2 separate regions of the Pan troglodytes genome follow, and region 2 is linked to region 1. Evidence: chromatin contacts called from public HiChIP or PLAC-seq data. All regions are on one chromosome and are shown on one strand. Each heading gives the region's core, a stretch centred on a gene start, on an enhancer-like site or on the middle of the called end of the contact. The rest is flanking DNA. Distances are from core to core; before and after follow the strand shown. Region 1 holds the start of BAZ2A (bromodomain adjacent to zinc finger domain 2A). Region 2 holds the start of RBMS2 (RNA binding motif single stranded interacting protein 2).

Evidence for each region. HiChIP or PLAC-seq counts read pairs in DNA pulled down with a chosen protein or histone mark.
Region 2: an H3K4me3 HiChIP or PLAC-seq map of stem cell-derived excitatory neurons shows a contact between it and region 1, with 3 times the contacts expected there. The contact joins the promoter of RBMS2 here to the promoter of BAZ2A in region 1. A contact is called at or near these places in 1 of 7 Hi-C or Micro-C datasets (stem cell-derived neural progenitor cells) and 1 of 1 datasets of contacts at active chromatin or transcription factors (stem cell-derived excitatory neurons).

What each region holds. Positions count from the first base shown.
Region 1 is chr10:39,375,124-39,377,823 of NHGRI_mPanTro3-v2.0_pri, reverse strand. It overlaps BAZ2A (bromodomain adjacent to zinc finger domain 2A), which reads right to left and starts at 1,350. Exons shown (of 32, transcript XM_063786535.1): 1 at 995-1,350; 2 at 360-471. It overlaps ATP5F1B (ATP synthase F1 subunit beta), which reads right to left. Exons shown (of 11, transcript XM_009425096.5): 11 at 2,353-2,601. The coding sequence ends at 2,501.
Region 2 is chr10:39,490,790-39,493,489 of NHGRI_mPanTro3-v2.0_pri, reverse strand. RBMS2 (RNA binding motif single stranded interacting protein 2) reads left to right here and starts at 1,419. Exons shown (of 13, transcript XM_009425104.4): 1 at 1,419-1,692. The coding sequence starts at 1,627.

The DNA of each region.
Region 1 (2,700 bases), core at 101-2,600:
AAAAGCCGGCTTTACTTTTGTGGGGGCTAGCAGTGAGTACTGTCAAAATTTCCTTGAATCTCAACAGCTTAAATGGGGAGGAGAAGGGGCAATCCTCCACGGGGCGGCGGGGAGGGGGCTGGGAAAGCCCTGGCCTAAGATGCGTCTCAGGCTCTTCCTTAGAACTGGGGCTTGCCCATACTCAGGATCCCGTGGTCGGCAGCCTCGCTAGCTGAGCCCTGTGCCCCCCGTCCCCCAGAGTCCTGTTTCCTCTCCTTCAACCCCCAAATGAGCAAAGGTTAGGCCCCACCCCTGCTGAGTCAGCCAGGGAGGGAGTAGGCATCCCTCAGGCCTTCCCCGGGGCTGGTCCCCATACTCACCCATGTCAGGCTGGCACAGCTCCAGGCTGGGACCACCCAGCTCCTCACTGTCCTTGGGCCCCCACTTCACGTAAAGGTTGGTGTTGGATCCTCCCAAACTGTGAGCTGGGAACTAGCAAGAATCAAAAAGCCAGTGTATGCTTCCTGCGAACCACACAGCCTGAACTGCTGTAGGGTGATGTCCCTGTGTGACAGACTGGGGTGGGGAGGGAGGAGGGAAGGGCGGGGCTTTCTCTGGGTGGAGAGAGGGAGGAGGCGAGGACAGGGCAGACCAGGAGAAATATGGAGGAAGGTTAGAGAGCTGTGTTGACACTCCAGTGGCATGGTAGAAGAGGCCGGCAAAGGGGGAAGGAAACAAATAGTTGCAGCTACTGAGAGGGAGAAGGTTCTCGATAAACGCTGAAGGACGTGAACATGTTGGGGGAAGGGGTGGAGGGGTGCAAAAGACCTTTAGGATTTCAGTTCCCAGGTCTGTATCGGGTGACGTGAGAAAACAAAGCAGAAAGGGCTGACCTGTACCCTAGGGCTTTTTCTACCAGCTTCTTACCCACTCCAGAGTCAGGACCTAGAGGAAGTGTCCCCACCCCCATAACTCAGCATTTCCCCAAATCCCAGCTTTTCTAGGAGCAAACTACCAGCACAAGCAGCTCAGGGGCTCCACCTTCTGTCCAGATCATGACACAGGAGAGACTGCGGGAGAGGCTGCTGCCAAGGACGTCATAGGCAGATGGAAGGAAGCTTAGAGGCCCCTACTCCACCCCTGGCCCCGCGCCAAAAGCCCTCCCCAACCTTCAGCCCCCAGGGGCCTCTGAATTGGAGCTCAGCTTGTCCCCGCCCAGCTTCTACCTAACTTGATGGACTCAGCGGGTGGAGCTTGTAGATACAGGCTCCTCCCCAGGACAAAAGCCCCAGCTGGTCTGTAAACAGTCTTTAACTGAGAGCCACATCCCAGCAAATGGCCTTCATGGATTTGAAAATGGGATCAGAGTTCTTGCAGAGTCTCCAGTGCTACCGCGAGAGGGCAGTAGGATGGGTCTGGTCCCGGAAAAGAACACAAGAGGAACCCAATCTGACCTTGCACGCTTCTTTTAAATTGAAATGGTGAAATATACCTTCTACCCCTGCACCTCTCAGTCGGCTAAAATGAAGGGAAAATAACCTAACTTCATTAGTTTAGAAGCCCAAGCCAGCAACTCTGAAAATTGCTATTCCCTTGTAAGATTATCTTTTCTGGACTTTCATAAGGGGATCTTCACAGAGGGTGGACTAGGCCTTATGGTATTATATGCCTCTGCATAGCCTCAAGGAATCACAAGCAACTTTTATTTAGGCTTGCCCAAAATGTCAGGAAGTAGTTAAGTACACTTTCTGAAGACATGAAGGCCTAACCAAGATGTAGAGAACCCTTTTGATCACATTTTAACAAAGATCAGTATTCTTCATCACTATTTCTTGAAAATTTAATTCATTAAACTCAGATTAACCCCTGGAAATAAGTTATTTCTAAAACGAGTTTTTCCCAATATGCCCTTCAAAAAAGGCCTATTTTTAACCAAGAAGTAGGGATGTGCCACATGGAATAGAGGCCAAAAAAAAAAAAAAAATCAATTTGTATTGAACAAAAGGCCCAAAACTGAGGCCCTACTAAGATCACACTACCCACAGGAAACCCCTCACAAGAGGTACGGTTGTCCATCAACAAAAGAGAATGGCTATTTTTAAGGACCAATTTCAAACATACATGGCCCACTTCATGCTGAAACTGCTTCTTACAGCCACTCTAAAAATCTAATTGTTGAAAACAGTGCTGGTGATGTGAGACTACATACACCTGTAGCCCCAGCTACTCAGGAGACTGAGGTGGGAGATCTCGAGCCCAGGAGTTAGAGACCAGTCTTGGCAACACAGCCAGACACCGTGTCTCTAAAACTAAAATTAAATACATAACCCTTCAGTGTTGACTATGTTGTCAGAACCAAGAGAATCAGACAAATTCTGAGGGGTGTACATTTTATTGGAAACCTTAAATACTGTTCAGAAAGAATATATCTTCAATCAAGGATCTTGTGCAGCCTACACAGAAAAATGAAGCTTTTTGGGTTCGGGGCAAGGAGAGGGACAGTACAGAGGACAAAGACCCCTCACGATGAATGCTCTTCAGCCAGCTTATCAGCTTTTGCCACAGCTTCTTCAATGGGTCCCACCATATAGAAGGCCTGTTCTGGGAGATGGTCATATTCACCTGTATGACGGGGGAGAAAAAAAAAAAGAGTAAGAAGCGGAGGGATATCAACTTTCTGCATCGTGTAACATTCCTCACCACTTCAGGCCATCAGTTAGA
Region 2 (2,700 bases), core at 170-2,669, 120 kb before region 1:
AAAACAGACAGGGTTAATTTATATCTCAAGAAACTACTTAGGATGGCAGCAAGGTGGCCTTATGAAGGGATTTGAAGGCTTTCATTTTACATCCCTATTGCACTTGGATTGGTAGGGGTTACTGGATATCATTCTTAAGTTTTTGGTTTCCTTTCTTGTTAAGGTTACGCCTACAAAGACATTCTTTGGAAACTAGTAGAGGTAAGTGTTGCAACTCTATTAGGTTCTTGACTCTGAAATTTGTATTCCTTCCTAAGAATTTTGTGTTTTTATTCTGTTGAAGCATATGCTTCTTAAGTTTTTTTTTTTTTTTTTAAACAGCTCAAAGACAACTCAAAGCAGACATCCCAACTGTAGACTTCAATTTAGACATAAACTCCAGGTTTGGTGAGTTACTGTAATTGTTTCAGTTTCATGGATCTTAAAGATGAGGAAATAGTAGGGTAAAGTGTTAAATAAGATAGCCTGCAATTGTTAGAGAAATGACAAGGCACCAAGTTTCATGATATAGTCCAGTTTGATAATTCCTTCTTAAGTATGAACTCATTCCTCGGAGAATCTGAAATAGGAGTGAGGGGCATCAGCCCATTGGTATGACCCAAGAGAAACACATCTAAGGATCTGAAACTAGTTATACCCCATACTCTGTTTTGCTTAGCCCTGCTCTTTGGTGTGTTCCTCTGTTTGTTCCTTTGTACATTAAGATCACTATAAATGGGCCAGGGGTGGTGGCTCATGCCTGTAATCCCAGCACTTTGGGAGGTTGAGTGGGTGGATCACTTGAGGTCAGGAGTTCGAGACCAGCCTGGCCAAGATGGCGAAACCCCGTCCCTACTAAAAAATACAAAAATCAGCTGGGTGTGGTGGTGGTCACCTGTAATCCCAGCTACTCGAGAGGCTGAGGCAGGAGAATTGCGGAAGGTGGAGGCTGCAGTGAGCTGGATCCGGGATTGCACCACTGCACTTCAGCCTGGGTGACAGACTAAAACTCTGTCTCAAAAAAAAAAAAAAAAAAAAAAAAAAAAAAAATCACTGTAAGTGTAAAGTAGGGGAAGCCCTGAGCTTATCTCACACACTCTAACTCTGTTTTTTTTTTTGTTTGTTTGTTTTGTTTGTTTGTTTTTTTGCGTGTTCTCCAAGGCAATGTCTCAGGAGCCCCATTAAAATCAACCTTGAAATCTTATAGCTGAGATCTAAGGGTGGAAATAAAGCCCTCATTGTCTTTATATGAGAATCGGAACTTGTTCATAGAGGAAAGGGGATAAATTTGAAAGGGGTTAGACCTAAGAACTCTTCTTTCTAGCTTTAACTCCTGAGACTATGAAAAACAAACAAAAAAAACCATCTTGGGCATTAGGACCCAGTGGAAGTGCCTCTGCCTCATTCAGACTCTGTTAACTTCTCTCAGTGACGTAAAGGAGCAGCCCGAGCTCATTCTCTGCCCGCAGCCCCCCTTCATCTCTCTCCTCCTGCTCCTTTTCTCCTCCTTTCTCCTCCCCCTCCCTTTTTTCCTCCCTCCCTCTCCCCCTTTCCCTCGCTCCCCTCCTCCCTCCCTCCCCGTCTTTCTTACCCCCTCCCTTTCTCTCTCTCTCTCTCTCTCACTCGTTCCCTAACATTAAAGAGAAAATGCTGCTATCCGTGACTTCCAGGCCCGGGATTTCGACTTTTGGCTACAATAGAAACAACAAGAAGGTAGGGAAAAGCGCTTTTTTGGTATCTAGCTACTTCTTTTTCTGGGGATCTTGCAATGCCCTTGGTTTTTACATTCTTTTTAAAGAGGGGAAGGGGCTTCCTCTCTCAAGATTCCTAATTCCTCACCGCGCTTCTCCCTTTTCCACTACTGCTTTCTGCATCTTTCCTCAACTGGTTCTGGAGTTCAGGGAACTTTCAGTCTCTGCGAGGCCTGAAAAGACAGGGGAATTAAAAACAAATCAAGCTTGCAAGTTTGTATCCTTATGAAATGAAGTTAGTTTGACTTCCTGCTGATGTATCAATCTCCACAAGGATAATATGTCATTTCAGACCCTGTCCCCCAGTCCACCCCACCCCACAAGATTATTTTATTTTTTGATTAACTGTTTCCATTCTCTCCCCAACCTTCCCTCCTACCCATACCACCAGTAGTATTAGATAGCTGAAATCATAGATAGTCAGAGAAACCACAACAGTTTATCAAGAGCTGGGTATACTCTTCTAGACTACAGATCCTACCCCACCCAGCCTATAGAGAAGGAGTCTTGAGAGACATCGCACCTTGGGATTAAGGCACAGAGCGCTGTGATACTTTGGATCTTGTATTTGAACTGATACTTGGACCTCTGCAGATAGCCAGACTTTGCAGTGATCCTAGGAGTCTTTATGATTAACCCATGGCTGCCAGAGAATTGTGCTGTCCTTGGGCACATGGGGAGAGATGGACAATCTTGTCCATATTTGACAAGGAATATATTTGGCAGTTTCTGGCATTTCAGGGCGCACAGCATACTGATTAGGAGGAATTTCATGCTGTAGCAGGAAGAAGACGCTTTACCCTCTCTTTGTGTCGTAGCTGTTCTTTGAAGAAAAAATGTGACATAGACATTTAGGGAATCTTTTGCTCATCTAATGGAATGTTGGAGGGTGAGGAACGATTCCTGCTGCTTTCTCATGTGCCTAATGAGACCATTAGAGGTGGGTTTAAACACAAGTGTCTGATCAATG